Regions from separate parts of the Sus scrofa genome. Here regions 1, 2 and 4 are each linked to region 3. A link is a contact called in public HiChIP or PLAC-seq and promoter capture Hi-C data. All regions are on one chromosome and are shown on one strand. The core of a region is the stretch at or near the end of the contact, and the rest is flanking DNA. Distances in the headings are between cores, read along the strand shown. Region 1 holds the start of ZNF614 (zinc finger protein 614). Region 2 holds the start of ZNF432 (zinc finger protein 432). Region 3 holds the start of LOC110261368. Region 4 holds the start of ZNF615 (zinc finger protein 615).

Region 1 (3,574 bases), core at 157-2,656, 880 kb before region 3:
GTAAGGATCTGGCATCATCACTGCTGTGGCTTGGGTCACTGCTGTAGAATGGGTTGATCCCTGGCCTAGGCATATCTGCATGCCAGGGGCACAGCCAAAAAAAGGGAGCATATTTTAATATTTAATCCAGTTTAAAGTGGTGAGTTCTGCTTTTAGCAAAAAAAAAAAAAAAAAAAAAAAAAAAAATCCCATATAGTGTTGTGGCACTATTCAATCCCCAGCTCTGTGCTGAGTAATTCATTCCTTTAAAAAATGTTTTTATTTTATTTTTTATTTTTGTCTTTTGTCTTTTTAGGGTCTCACCCTCGGCATATGGCGGTTCACAGGCTAGGGGTCTAATAAGAGTTGTAGCCACCAGCCTACACCACAGCCACAGCAATGCCAGATCCTTAACCCATTGAACAAGGCCAGGGATCAAACCTCATGGTTCCTAGTTGGATTTGTTTCCGCTGCACCACAATGGGAACTCCTAAAAATGTTTTGGATCCAGCTGGATGCAGCTCGGATCCAGTGTTGCTGTGTTTGTGGGTTAGCCCTCATATGCATCTCGGATTCGACCCCTAGCCTGGGAACTTCCATATGCCGATGTTCAGCTCTTAAAAAAAAAAAAAATAAAATGTTTTTTGAGCATTATTTTGCCAGGCTCTGCTTTTGTCTCTGGAGAGACTTCAGTGAACAAACAAGCAAAGTCATGGGCTTCATGGAACGTAAAGTCTCGTGAAGCCTCCTGAGTAAAACAGGAGAATGTCAGTTCTGAAAAATGCTATGGAGAAATTTTAAGCCTAGTATATGGGCTGTAATGGAGGAGCTTCATTTATTTTTGGAAGGAAACCCAGACATACACTTGCACCTTCACTTCATCACCCTGCCCACTAGAGGTTGCTCTGTATCCACTCCCATGTGGGTATTAGCATTTTTATCCAACTCTGCCTGGGCTTCGCCTTTTCTTTTTTCTTCTTCTTCTTTTTTTTTTTTTTTTTTTTTTTTTTTTGCTACACCCATGTGGCCTGCGGAAGTTCCCAGGCCAGGGATCGAACCTGCGCCACAGCAGCGACCTGAGCCACAGCAGTGATACCAGATCCTTAACCTGCTGAGCCACAACAGGAACTCAGCCTTCACCTCTTCAGTGGCTGTCTTGCTTCCTTCCCAAAGACCTTACCCACTCCACACACAACTGCTCTCTCCCCAAACCTAAGATTTTTAGTGACCACTGCTTTTATCAACTCTGCGGCCGCTGCCTTTCCAGTGATGTCTCGGCTTCTACCTTTTAAAATCTTTCCAGGTCTCCTAGGATCTGAGCCCTTTTCTGCCGTACAGACATGAGTCTTGTTCCAAGATGGCCGCGCCCATGGTACTCCATAGCGCTTCCGATCTGAAGTACACAAAGGGCGTCGCCATCTTTCTTGGTTCCCCAGCAGGCTGAACGAGCCATGTTGGCCTTGGAGAGGCATCTGCCTCCGAAATCTTACATTTAGTACATCACTGCTGACTGTCCCTCGCAACCAGGAGGTGAAAGCTTTGAGGCGGTCAGGAACGATTTCTCCCCACAGCCGTGATGGCCCCGCCCATCCAAACGTCAATGTGGGCGGGGCCGTGTTACGTCACAGAGCGGAGCCCGCAGTTGGAACTCGGAAACCCCGGCAACGCGCCAAGGTTCTCGTGGGATTCCCCGGTCCCAGGTGGTCAGCGTCTCTAGGGACCGCAAAGGAGGGCGTCCGGACAGAAAGTGGTTTTCTGGTCGTGGGCTCAGCCTTTCGTCGCTCCCAGTGGTACCTGAAGAGGTTGAGATTAGGTGAGTTGGATTCTGGGCTTGGATTCGTGGTCTGTGGGGTTCTATGAAGCTGAGCGTGTGTAAAAGACCGTAGTTTGGATTTTATTTAGATTCAGCCCCTGAGCGTTTGTGATGGAGCCTTTAGTAATCAGTGATTAAGAGTCTGAAGAAATCGTCGGCCGAGAGTCCGATTGGCACTATTTGAGGTCTACTTGGATCACTCTGCTTAAGAGACTCAGTGGTTGAAAAAGCGGTGGAAAGTTTGAACGCGGTGTCTGGTCTGGGTTCCAGATGTAACGTGGGACTCTGTTGAAGTCCGGGTTAGCGGGATGTCCTTGTTGGTTTCTTGGGCATGTCTGGAGTTTAATGTGGCATTTAATATAGGACTCAGTCAAGAGACTTGTGCCTGGCGCGCTCACTATTTGGGGAGGTTCAGGGCCCCCTGGAGAATCTGTAGGCTGGCTTAGGATCAGACTTTGAATGCGGGGAAACAGGCTTGAGGGCTGCATTTCTCCAGTTCATTCAAATACAATTCTCTCCTTCAAGTCTGCCCTCAAGGACTTGACTAAAAATTTTTTTTCTCTCTCACACTGCCGCGTTCAGCGCTGCAGGGCAACGGGGAAATCCTGGACTGTGGGGTCTAACAAAACACACGAGACTCTTTTACAGAAAGAAAGTGGGGGACCAGGAGGCCCTCCGTTCCACAGAACAGAGGCGCCTAGGCTTTAGTCCTCATGACTTGTATTAGGGAAGGTGACGTAGGTTCCTGAGCAAAATCAGGTGCAGGCAATGACAAAGCCATCTCTGAGTGAATAACAGAGGAAACGACTAGCAGCTAGTGACAGGTGCATCCCTCCAGGGCATCGTGCAGCTGCTCCTGGTTCATGTATGACTCCCTTATCTTGCGTTTGAAGGAGACCCTGTACCTGAGAACTCTGCGTCAGCAGTCCTTAGCTTGCTGTGCTTTTGCATGTGCGCCAAGTTTGCCTTCTGCAGAGTTCAGCAGTTCCGTGGTCTCCAACAAACAGCTCTGTAAGAAACTGCTGAACTGTCTTCCAAAGTGGCTGTACCGTTTTGCCATCGGCAATATGTTAGAGGGCCTATTGCTTCATATCCTCTGCAGCATTCGGTGTTTCCGTTTTTGAGTTTTGGCTATTCTAATAGATGGGCAGTGGTATCTCATTGTTCTAATTTGTAATTCCCTTATTACGTATGATGTGAAACATCTTTTCACATGCTTACTTGCTTTCCATGTATCTTCCTTGGTAAGGTGTCAGTTCAGGTCTTTTGGTCATTTTTCAATTGGGTTGTGTGTGTTTTTTTTTTTTCCTTAATTTTTTTTAATGGCCACACCCACCGCATATGGAAGTTCCTGAGCTAGGGATTGAACCTGTGCCTCTGCAGAGACCCAAGCTGTTGCCATCAGATTCTTAACCCAGTGCACCACAGTGGAAACTCCAGGTGGTATTTTCTTATTGTTAAGGGTTTTTTTTTTTTTTTTTTTGTCTTTTCTAGGGCCACACCCGCGGCATATGGAGTTTCCCAGGCTAGGGGTCGAATCGGAGCTGTAGCCACCAGCCAACACCACAGCCACAGCAATGAGGGATCCAAGCCATGTTTGTGACCTACACCACCAAAGCCAGATCCTTAACCCACTGAACAAGGCCAGGGATTGAACCCGCAGCCTCATGGTTCCTAGTCGGATTCATTAACCACTGCACCATGAGGAGAACTCCTTTACTGTTAAGTTTTTAAGAGGTCTTTGTATATTCAGGATAATAGTCCTTTATCAGATGTGCCTTT
Region 2 (3,448 bases), core at 294-2,793, 900 kb before region 3:
GGCAATTCTCGTATCTCAAGTTTGAGATTGGGTCAGCATAATAATGAGAAATCATAGTGAGAAAATGGAACTGACTTCCTGCTTTCACCTTTCGGTTACATGACTTTATCAGGTGCTTTCTGAGAACTGTAATGGCCGATGGGGGTTGAAGATACTTGAAGCAAGTAGGAGAACCTGACGTCTGATCCTGAGCCCATGTTCTCAAGATCCCCGTTTCCCCTGCGTGAGTGAGTGTTCTCACACAGGGCTGGGGTAAGGAGAGGAAGAGAATATGAGGGGGAGCAGGGCTAGAAATGGTTAGTAGGCTTGTAAATGTCTGGCAAAGACTTCTTGATGATGTGAAGACGACGCATGGGGACTGTGAGAAAACTAGCTCTCTGAGGTCATTTTTTGCACAGGACTGTTCGTATTAGTGCCATCTGCAGTATTCAAAAAACTGGAAACCACTCAAAGGTCCACCAGCTGGTGAATGATTCATCTCATTTTGGAGTATCCAACACTGGGATACTAAGCAACAAAAAAGTCTGAACCACTGTCGCTTTAAAGCTGATGCTTTTTAAAAACATTCCTGCTATGTGAAAGAAGCCAGCACATATTGCTCATTTTATTTTTATTTATTTTCATTTCCCTGTCCCCCGGGGATTTGGAGTCCGAGAGCCAGGGATCAGATCCCAGCCACTGTTGCATCTTAAGCTGCAGTTGTGGACAAACCTGTGTCCCCGCACTCCCAAGAGGTGGCCAGTCCCCATGCGGCACAGCAGGAGCTGCACATACTACTAATTTTATGGAAAGAACGCAGACTGATCTATAATGGCACAAGGCAGTTCAGTGCTAGAAGGTAGCATGTTTTGCATTTGGGCAGGGTGAGGACCAAGGTTGAGTAAAGGCTCACAACGTCCACTGTTTCTGCTCACTTTGTGATCGCTGCATCCCCCGTACTATCACTTTTTCAAACCTCGGGTCTTCCCCTCACACTTTCGCCCGCCAGTTCGCAGCAAGCATTTGCTCTGCGGTACGGACAATTTCCTCCAAGATGGCCGCGCCCATGATGCTCCAGTTTAACGGCGCAAACCGTAAAGGACACACTGCGCCACCGTCTTTTTTTTTTTTTTTTTTTTTGTCGCGTATACGATAGTTTTTATAGAGCCTTCTTTTTCGAAATTAACCAGTGATGGAGATGTCCAGAGGTAGTTTTAATTTTTGACCGAGCAGAGACGTCCCAGCCGTCTGAGGATGTACGCCGCGCCCTTTTGGTCGTGGTGGGCTTCGGTCTTAGAAAAATTTGCGCCCTTCACAGTCCCCTTACAGCTAGCAACACCTGTCCATTCAAACGACTCTACCCCCACGTCATGTTTGTATTGTGTGAACTCGAGCCTCTGATAATCTCCCCGTTTTCCGTGAAGGGCTGAAGTGCCGGGAAACTGGAGAGTTCCAGCCACGGCCCCTGACAGTCTGGCTCGGCTTTCTGTACGTCAGGTGTGCAAAGATGGCGGCCCCCTCAGGGCTCCTAAGCAACGGCGGCGGCGCGCGTATATTACCTCATAAAGAAAAGCCGGAAACTCCCAATCCGTTCACCATAGAAACGCGATAGAAACGCTGTTGACCCGTGTCCGTTGGTCTCGGGAGAGGGGGCTGGGCGAGAGGACCAGAAGTGAAAGAAGTTTAGCGAAGTAAGTTAGGCCCGGAAGAGGTCGCTGCAGGTTCAGGAGAGAACCAGGTCGGTGTGAGGGTCGGTCTGTAGAATAGGCGGGGACGGGGACGGTCTGTTGGCCTTTCGGTGGGTTGTGGCTCTTCTGAGTCCGTGAAGGTAGCTTGGGGATGGTGGTTTTTTGGCTTTGGTTTTTTGGGGTTTTTCGTTTTTTTGGAAAGGAACAGGGAAGAGTCTGTGCTGGATGTTGTGATCGGGGCGTCTTTGGGGTCCATCAAAGGGGACTCTGGTGGTTAACGATTAAACGTCTGAACAGATGAAGCTGTCCTGAGGTCAGCGTTCAGGGTCTTCACGGGCCACTCTCCCTGCAGGTGACTGACACCTGGTTGGAGGGGCGGGGGGCGCTTGTCGAATGATTGCGGCTTCTTGTTCAGGGTCTCGAAGAATTTGGAGCCCGAAGGTCGAAGAACCGTTAAGGAGGTCCGCGTGCGCGTGTATCAGGTCTGGTTTGGTCTTAATCCGGTGGGGCGGTTATCACCGTCTTTTGTGCCGAGAGGTGGGACAGCAGAAGGTCTGGAGGCTGGGGAGTCCTGGTAGGTGCGTACGTTGAGCTCAGACTTTGGCAGCTGGGACAGACTTGAAGGTTAGTTAACATTTCTTAAAAGCTTCAGGTCCAAGTCTCTTTCTTCACCAGCACCCATTTTTCTCCTCCCTTTTGGCTCCCTCTATCACCCATTCTTTTGAATCCAAAGAAATGAAGAAAGTTTGGGGGAAGATGAACGATTTTGCATATTTAAATATAGTAAGCTTTTAAATTAGATTTCTATTGTAAATTGACTGATTTCATTTCAGCTTCTATATGCGAATATATAAAGGCTGCTGTTTTCCCAGTGCGTGTGTGTGTGTGTGGTGTGTGTGTGTGTGTACACACATATTTGTCTTTTTAGGGCCGCAACCTTGGCATATGGAGGTTCCCAGGCTAGGGGTCAAATTGGAGCTGTAGCTGCCCACCTACACCACAGCTCACAGCAATGCCAGGTCCTTAACCCACTAAGCAAGGCCAGAGATCAAACCTGCAACCTCATGGTTCCTAGTCAGATTTGTTTCCACTGTGCTACAATGAGAACTCCTCTTTGTGTGTGTGTGTGTGTGTGTGTGTGAGTGATCGTGGTTCTCATATTGAAGTGTGCATATAAACAGGGTGTACGAGCATTTTTTTAAAGGAGGTATGAGAGCAACAAAGTTTAAAGGAAAAATTTATACTTCCTCATTGCCCTTATGACCTCATTTCTATAATTTTTCTGAAAATTACCTGCCACTGAAATATGGTGCTATGTTGATTCTCCTTTGCCACTTTCCCTTTCGAATTCATGCCACTTCCACATATTCAGGGACTAAGTTTTATTGGCCTGAGCTGTGAAGTCTCCTAGGGAACCAAACGAGGGACGGAAATACTGGGGACCACGTGTTAAGGTAAGTGGGCAGCAAGAAGGACTATAATCCTAAAGGAAATTTTGCTTTTCAGCTCACAGGTCCCAGCAAGAGACAAGAAATGAACAAAGAAAGAGGAGGTTCCAGGACCTAGATATTGTTATATCTGGGGACCCATTGTCGACTCTGATATCTCACTAGGAATTTCAGGTATATCGAGACACAAAGACGGAGCCTCTGCATTGCTAGCTATTTTCAGAGAACAGAAGAAAATGATCCAGGCCCAGGTAACTCTTGTTTTATTCTCCCCTTTATTTCTTAATGGATTTGTAGAGGCCTGTAAGGAAAACAGTTCAGTATTTACAAAGA
Region 3 (3,418 bases), core at 475-2,974:
GGCACTGAGAGCTTGTTGCGTTTGCCCCCCACCCCATGGCTGAATGAGGCGGGGAAAGGAAAAGCTGTTTTGTACGGTTTCAGCATGAAATAACCCGTTCTACCCAGGGAGGGTTTCATATTTCTCATTCTACTTTGTGATACAGAGAAAATTCCAGCTCTTGTTTCCGTAGCAGGCTTATATTAATTCTAATTGCAGAAAATGTTCCCACAGCCAGGCACTGCCCCAGAGCAGCCACCTGGACCAACGTTCCCAACCGCTGAATTGCTTGAGCCGCAGAAGCAGGACGTGTGAGCAAACTGCTGGCAAAATAGCCTTTTTTTTTTTTTTTTTTTTATGGCCTCACCCGCGGCAGATGGAAGTTCCCAGCCAGGGACTGAATCCAAGCCACAGCTGCGACCTATGCCACAGCTGCGGCAACCCACTGCGTCACAGCAGGAACTCCCAAAATAGCTTTTTAATTCAAACCGGTTTGAACTTGTTTAGGAGGAAACGTCTTAGATTCCATGACATCAGTGGTCCACACAAGTAGAAGTTTTTTACCTTAAAAGCAGCCGTGGCAGGAGTTGTGCGGCGGCGCCGCCGAGGCAAGGATCCCGGCTGGCTCTGCCGCAGCGCGGGACCCGGGCCAGGCGCAGTGGGCCCGGGAGTCGCTGTTCTCCGAGGCTGCCTGGGCTGCCCGCCAGGCGCAGCGGGGGGAAGGCTCCCACGGCCGCAGCTGTGGTGTAGGTCGCAGCTGCGGCTCTTATTCGCCCTGCCCCCGAGCGGGAATTTCCATATGCCGCAGGTGCGGCGGGGAAAAAAAAGAAAGAAAGAAAGAAAAACAAACAAAAGCAGTTTCAAAGTCCGCAGAAGCGCGCTCCCCGGCCAGCGCCGGGGCCCCTCGCCCCCGCGCACATCTGGTCTCCCTCCTCCCCCGCCACCCCCGCCCCGGACCCTCCGGCCCGCAGCGCTCAGCGCAGGCCCCGCCCGGAAGCCCCGCCCCTGGCGCTCGGCAGGCGCCTTTTTTCCGGAAGCGGAAGCAGGAGCGGGAGCAGCCGCGGACAGCAGGGAGTGAAGGGAAGGTCCGGCTGGACGGGGTAAGTTTCTCCTTTCTTGTGTAAATGTGTGTTCGCGGTGCGCCTTCCTCCCTCCTCAGGGTGTGGGAGTGACTTCAGGCCTAAGATCCCAGCGCCCGGGCCCCCGCCCCTAGTAGATCCAGATGTTGCCGTTCCTGGTCGGGTTATCTTTTCTTTGGTGTGTGCACTCGCTCTGAGGCTGGTCCCTGCCCTTGGCTTTTCTGCCTTCGGTCCACGTAGAGGCTGTCTTTCTTTCGCTGGGTTCTTTTTCATAAAACCCCGCACTACCTCTGCGGGTCCCCCCCCCCCCGCGCCGGGGTAAACCCCTCTTTCAAGAGGTGGGTTCGGAGCCCCCCCCCGCACCCCCAGACTTTCTGCCCCGCCCCTGGAGGGCAGCTCCAGCCGCCCGGCTCCCGGAGAGTCCGCGTCCTCGCCCTGGTCCTGGGATTCGGGAACCCGCCCTCTCCTGAGACACCCTCCGTCCAGCCCCTCTGTCCTCGCGGCTCCTCAGGCCGGTCCTTCTGTCCCGCAGGCCTCCCCTGCGGAGTCAACCCTTCCCCGCACCCCGCGAAAGGGGAGGTGACCTGGGCCACCGTGTGACGCCCAGTGTTCTACGGTCCCAAATTCCACCCCGCTGGAAAATGTGTTTTTCCAGTAGGCGGGCATTTTATTCAGTCACCATCTCGGTAAATACGTGGGCGATGCGGATCAGGAGAAGCAGAGACAGAAAGCGACTGAGACAAAAATAGAAAACTGAAAAGGAGGAAAGAATGAGGGAAAACCAATGGGGACTTAGAGGATGGGTGAGGGACTTGTAAAGAGGCAGTAAAATGGAATAGATTTAGCTTTGAAAGTCGCAGGTGAATAAAATAGAGAAGTGAGTAAAAAAGCCAGATCTGCAGGAATTGGAAAGCAACTCTTAAAGGGCTAGGGTTTCTTTTAACGGCCTTGAGTGGCAAGAACAAGAAATAAGAAACTTGTCTGAATCCCTCCTGGGACAGTGGGCAGCAGAGGCCTGTCTCTCCCATATGGTGAGGTCTTCCCTGTGTGTGTGTGTGTGTGTGTGTGTGTGTGTGTGCGCGTGTGCACGCAAAAGGGGTAGGTTGATTCTAAGCTTTAAACTGTATCTTTTCAACTTTCAAGATCATCCTCTAAAGACTCACGTGGTCTGAGGAAGAAGCCAGGAAGAGGAGGAAGGCTAAAGACAAGGAGTCAGGAATGGCTTTCTTTCAGGTAAAGTCACATTTTCATTTCATTCTCAGTCTTTCCTTCTTGAAATACCCTTCTTTAGACTCACTCATCTTGTCTGGCCCTAAAGCATCCTGCCTGACAACTGATGTTCACATTCACCTGGCCGGTCCTTCAGGGCCTCTCACCCACTTAGACCTCATCTCCCCTTGACCCAGTGACCTGGAGCTTGTGAAGAGGCCCCCCTGGGCATCATCCTGGGCGGGGCTAGTGGGCAGCAAGGATTGTTTAGGGCTCCAGCTGGATGCACAGTCTGCTCCCTGTCAACCAGGATCAAGAAGCTGCACATGGAAGTCAGGTATTAATATGCACAATACCTGGTAAACGCTAGAAATTAGGTTAATTAGGGGAAATTTGTTCTGACTTTACCTAAAGCAATCGAAGGTAAGTGATTGACTTTAAATATTAATGATGGGAATGGAATCAAAAGTTCAGCAGTTCCCATTGAGGCTCAGTGGTTCACGAATCCGACTAGGAACCACGAGGTTGTGGGTTCGATCCCTGGCCTCGCTCAGTGGGTTAAGGATCCGACTTTGTCATGAGCTGTGGTGTAAGTCACAGACGTGGCTCAGATCCCGAGTTGCTGTGGCTCTGGCGTAGGCCGGCAGCTACAGCTCAGATTAGACCCCTAGCCTGGAAACCTCCATATGCAGCAGGAGCGGCCCCAGAAAAAGGCAAAAAGACAAAAGAAAAAGAAAAAAGAAAGTTCAGAAACAGAAGTGGTGGAGGGTCTTTTTTTCTATCCTCAAATATAAATTATGAAGTCAACCTAAATCTCATGACAGTTGGAAAGTCTTTAAATCACTTTCATCATCTCCATTCCTCAGAGGTTACCTTTTCACTTTGTGTGTTGTGTACTTTTTTTTCATCTTTTCTTTTTAAGGCCGCACCTGCAGCATATGGAAATTCCCACGCTAGGGATTGAATCGGATTTGCAGCTGCCCGCCTACACCACAGCCACACAGCAAGACCAGATCCAAGCTGCACCTGTGACTTATGCTGCAGCTTGTGACAGCACCGGGTCACACCCACAGCCTCATGGATCCTAGTCGGGTTCTTAACCTGCTGAGCCATAGCCAGAACACCTGTGTATTGTATACTTTGACACAGAA
Region 4 (3,243 bases), core at 520-3,019, 820 kb before region 3:
TAGACCCCTAGCCTGGGAACCTCCATATGCCGTGGGAAGCAGCCCTGGAAAAGGCAAAAATACAAAAATAAATGAATAAATAAATTTTAGTGGAGTATATTTGACTTAGAAAGTTGTGTTAGTGTCATACCAGTGTTAATCTCTCCATTTGACAAATGTACCATGATTATATAAAATATTCATATGAGAGGTAGTCAAATGAAGGTCCATGTACACACGTTGTAGTACTTTGTGACGTCTATGTAAGTCTAAATTTTCTCCAAATTAAAAGCTTATTTAAAGTAGGTATAATATATATATCAGTTATATGTCAATATAGATGTAAAAAAGGATGTAATCTAATTTCATCTCGCATTATAAACATGTTTCCATATTATAAAATGTTTTAGATATTCATGGCTATAATAATACCATGGGTGAATAAGTTGGATGATAATTTCAGCCACATTAAAGTATCCGTTAAACTGGGGTGTCCTTGAATAACAACATATTCAATTATGCTCAGTTTACATTATGATCCTCTTATTATCCAAAATCTTACATTCTTACCACAAGATTTGTTGTGCTATTTTTCTTGTATGTCCCAGACATCCTCACTTATTTTTAATCCTAGGTAGTTTATAATTTTGCAGTTGTAGGGATTTTTTGTTTGTTTGTGTGCGTGTTTGTTTTTTAGGGCCGCACACATGGCATATGCAAGTTCCCACGCTAGGGGTTGAATCGGAGCTACAGCTGCCAACCTACACAGCCTCAGCAATGCAAGATTGTTGCGAGACATGTTTTTATAATATTTTCTTAGCCTCTTTGCTGAAAACTCCATCTTGTCCGTCCTTACTTTGTCCCGTCTTCCTGCTTGAGAAACAGTCAGGGTGATGGTAAATGACTTAAGCTTAAGAACAAAGATCTAAAGGCATGGGTTATTCGCGGGGTCAGCAAAAGTAACTGGATAGTTGTTTTATTATTGTTGGATTTTGATAACTCTTTATAAATGCTGAATATAAGTCCTTTATCAGATGTTAAATATGTAAATATTTTCTCCTAATCTCTGGCGCTACTCATTACTTTCTTAAAGTTGTGTTTAGAAATACAAAGGTTTGGAGTTCCAGTGATGGCGCAGCGGAAACAAATCTGACTAGGAACCATGAGGTTGCAGGTTCGATCCCTGGCCTCACTCAATGGGTTGAGGATCTGGCATTGCCATGAGCTGTGGGATGTCCATTTACTGAATGCATTGCCTTTTCTTTTTCCAGGAGTTCCTTCTCTGCTGCTATACCAACCGCTGAACTTTTGGTCCATTGCAAACCTGCCTCTCTCGGTTTAAAATACACACTGTAAAATAAAGCCCATGGCAATATTCCTTTTCTGCCCAGTCCGCAAAACGAAGTTTAGGTAACTCCACATTTGCTTCACAAACCTTGAGTCTCTAAAAATCTGCTAATTTCTGAAGAGTCGAAGTGCCAGGAAATTAGATAAATTCAGCGGCGTCTTGCCTTCCCTGCCATCCCTGACTCTGGGAACCCAAACCCACCCCTTGGCCTTCCGTACGTCAGGCGTCCCAACATGGCCGCTCACTGGGTCCTCTGCAACTTGGGCGCGGACATATTGCCTCACTAAGAGCTGCCGGAAATCCGGTCTTCCGCGTTTCCCCAAACGCTTCAGACCCTCTTCGGCCGCCATAGGCGGACGAAAACACTGGGGAGACGGAGTAGAAATTGTTCTTGAAAGCGTTACCTTTAGACTCTCGTGGGAGGGAGAAAGTCCGGTCAGTGTGTGCATTTGTCCCGTGAAGTTTTGTGTGTTTTTTGTCCCATAGGAGGTGACGTCACGCCCACTGGTTGGACGTGGTGTAGTGTGGACAGAGTTATTGGAGGGTTTGGGGAAAGCGCCATGGTGAAGGTGTTTGAGAGGAGCGAGGAGAGCGTCTGCCGCGTCAGTCAGGTTGGGGTACCTTGGGCGGTGGTCGTTAAAACGATTAAGAATTTGCAGAGATCATGGACTGTGTCTCCACTCTCAGGGTCTGGGCGTCTTTGCAGGTCGCTCTGTTAAGGATGCAGGTGGCATTTATGATGATCACGGTTCAGGTTGAGGTTCGGGAACGGGGCTCAGTGATATTCGTGCCGTGGTTGATGGTTTTCACATGGGGGTGTCTGTCCCAGGTTTCGTATTAATGATGAGATGTGCAGTCACTGTCTCTGGTACAGAGAGGCTTGTTAGAGCTGAAGCTATGGACGCCTAGGATTTCTGACTGGTGGTTTGACAAGTTCCAACCTGGGCGGATGGGTGGGAAGACGTTACAGTCCGGAGGAGTTTGAAACGACGTTTTTTCGCTTTTTATTCAGGGGTTGAGTAACTGCAGAGAGTTACTAATCCTGCCAAGCCAATCTCTTGTGTTTCTCTTTGTCTGCTTTCGCCCTGCAAAGGCAGAATTGGGTCCTTGTGACAGATTTTTAAATTTTTTAAAGTTTTTATAGTTTTTTTTGGCCGTGCCTGCGGCATGGGAAAGTTCCTGGGCCAGGGATGGAATCCAAGCCACAGCAGTGACAACGTAGGATCCTTAACCCGCTGAGCCACCGGCGAACTCCCTTTGTGACAGATCTTAACCCTCAAAGGAGAAATATATACTATCTATCCCTTTGTAGAAAACGTTTGCTAATGCCTGCCTTCACCCACTTAACATACAGCAGCGTTCACTTGCTTATTTGCCTGACACACATTCACACTTTCTTACTTGCTAATAGAATCTCTATTTTATTTATTCGTCTAGCCTTCTGGCAGGATATATGGCAATACTAATCAGTCATAGTTAATTATAGTGGTTCCAGTTGCCATTGCTAGTGATCAAATTAGTATGAAATGAGCTTAGGTTTTTTTTTAATCTTTTTAGGGCCGCCCCCGCAGCATATGGAGATTCCCAGTCCAGGGGTAGGATTGGGCATGTAGCTGCTGGCCTACGCCAAAGTCACAGCAACGCTGGATCCTTAACCCACTGAGCAAGGTCAGGGATTGAACCTGTGTCCTCATGGCTGCTAGTCAGATTTGTTTCCGCTGAGCCGCGACGGAAACTGTGAAATGAGCTTAAGTATATGGTGCAGTTCTAGCCAGCAATCTACGTAAAAATCTGCTGGGGGATTTGTGGGGGTAACATTACTTTTACAGAAGTAATTCTTTGAATCTCTTTTTCTATGTTGATGATATTTTCTGAATAGAACCTTCATTTTCTGTCCAGTTTCTAATTCATTCTTA

What was found. Promoter capture Hi-C pulls out the DNA fragments that hold promoters and counts their contacts. HiChIP or PLAC-seq counts read pairs in DNA pulled down with a chosen protein or histone mark.
Region 1: an H3K27ac HiChIP or PLAC-seq map of alveolar macrophages shows a contact between it and region 3. The contact joins the promoter of ZNF614 here to the promoter of LOC110261368 in region 3. A contact is called at or near these places in 2 of 5 promoter capture datasets (fetal liver and liver), 2 of 47 Hi-C or Micro-C datasets (heart right ventricle and skeletal muscle) and 1 of 2 datasets of contacts at active chromatin or transcription factors (alveolar macrophages).
Region 2: a contact with region 3 is called in a promoter capture Hi-C map of fetal liver, with 8 times the contacts expected there. The contact joins the promoter of ZNF432 here to the promoter of LOC110261368 in region 3. A contact is called at or near these places in 2 of 5 promoter capture datasets (fetal liver and liver), 3 of 47 Hi-C or Micro-C datasets (embryonic fibroblasts, fibroblasts and subcutaneous adipose tissue) and 1 of 2 datasets of contacts at active chromatin or transcription factors (alveolar macrophages).
Region 4: a contact with region 3 is called in a promoter capture Hi-C map of liver, with 6 times the contacts expected there. The contact joins the promoter of ZNF615 here to the promoter of LOC110261368 in region 3. A contact is called at or near these places in 1 of 5 promoter capture datasets (liver) and 1 of 2 datasets of contacts at active chromatin or transcription factors (alveolar macrophages).

Annotation. Positions count from the first base shown.
Region 1 is chr6:58,132,775-58,136,348 of Sscrofa11.1, reverse strand. It overlaps ZNF614 (zinc finger protein 614), which reads left to right and starts at 1,406. Exons shown (of 3, transcript XM_021097260.1): 1 at 1,406-1,792.
Region 2 is chr6:58,150,786-58,154,233 of Sscrofa11.1, reverse strand. ZNF432 (zinc finger protein 432) reads left to right here and starts at 1,543. Exons shown (of 5, transcript XM_021094922.1): 1 at 1,543-1,670; 2 at 3,174-3,366. The coding sequence starts at 3,352.
Region 3 is chr6:57,255,703-57,259,120 of Sscrofa11.1, reverse strand. LOC110261368 reads right to left here and starts at 1,724. Exons shown (of 3, transcript XM_021097569.1): 1 at 1,643-1,724; 2 at 544-1,130. The coding sequence starts at 1,724. LOC100624467 (zinc finger protein 347) reads left to right here and starts at 576. Exons shown (of 4, transcript XM_021097261.1): 1 at 576-1,079; 2 at 2,202-2,291. The coding sequence starts at 2,277.
Region 4 is chr6:58,077,583-58,080,825 of Sscrofa11.1, reverse strand. It overlaps ZNF615 (zinc finger protein 615), which reads left to right and starts at 1,769. Exons shown (of 7, transcript XM_005653321.3): 1 at 1,769-1,938. The coding sequence starts at 1,888.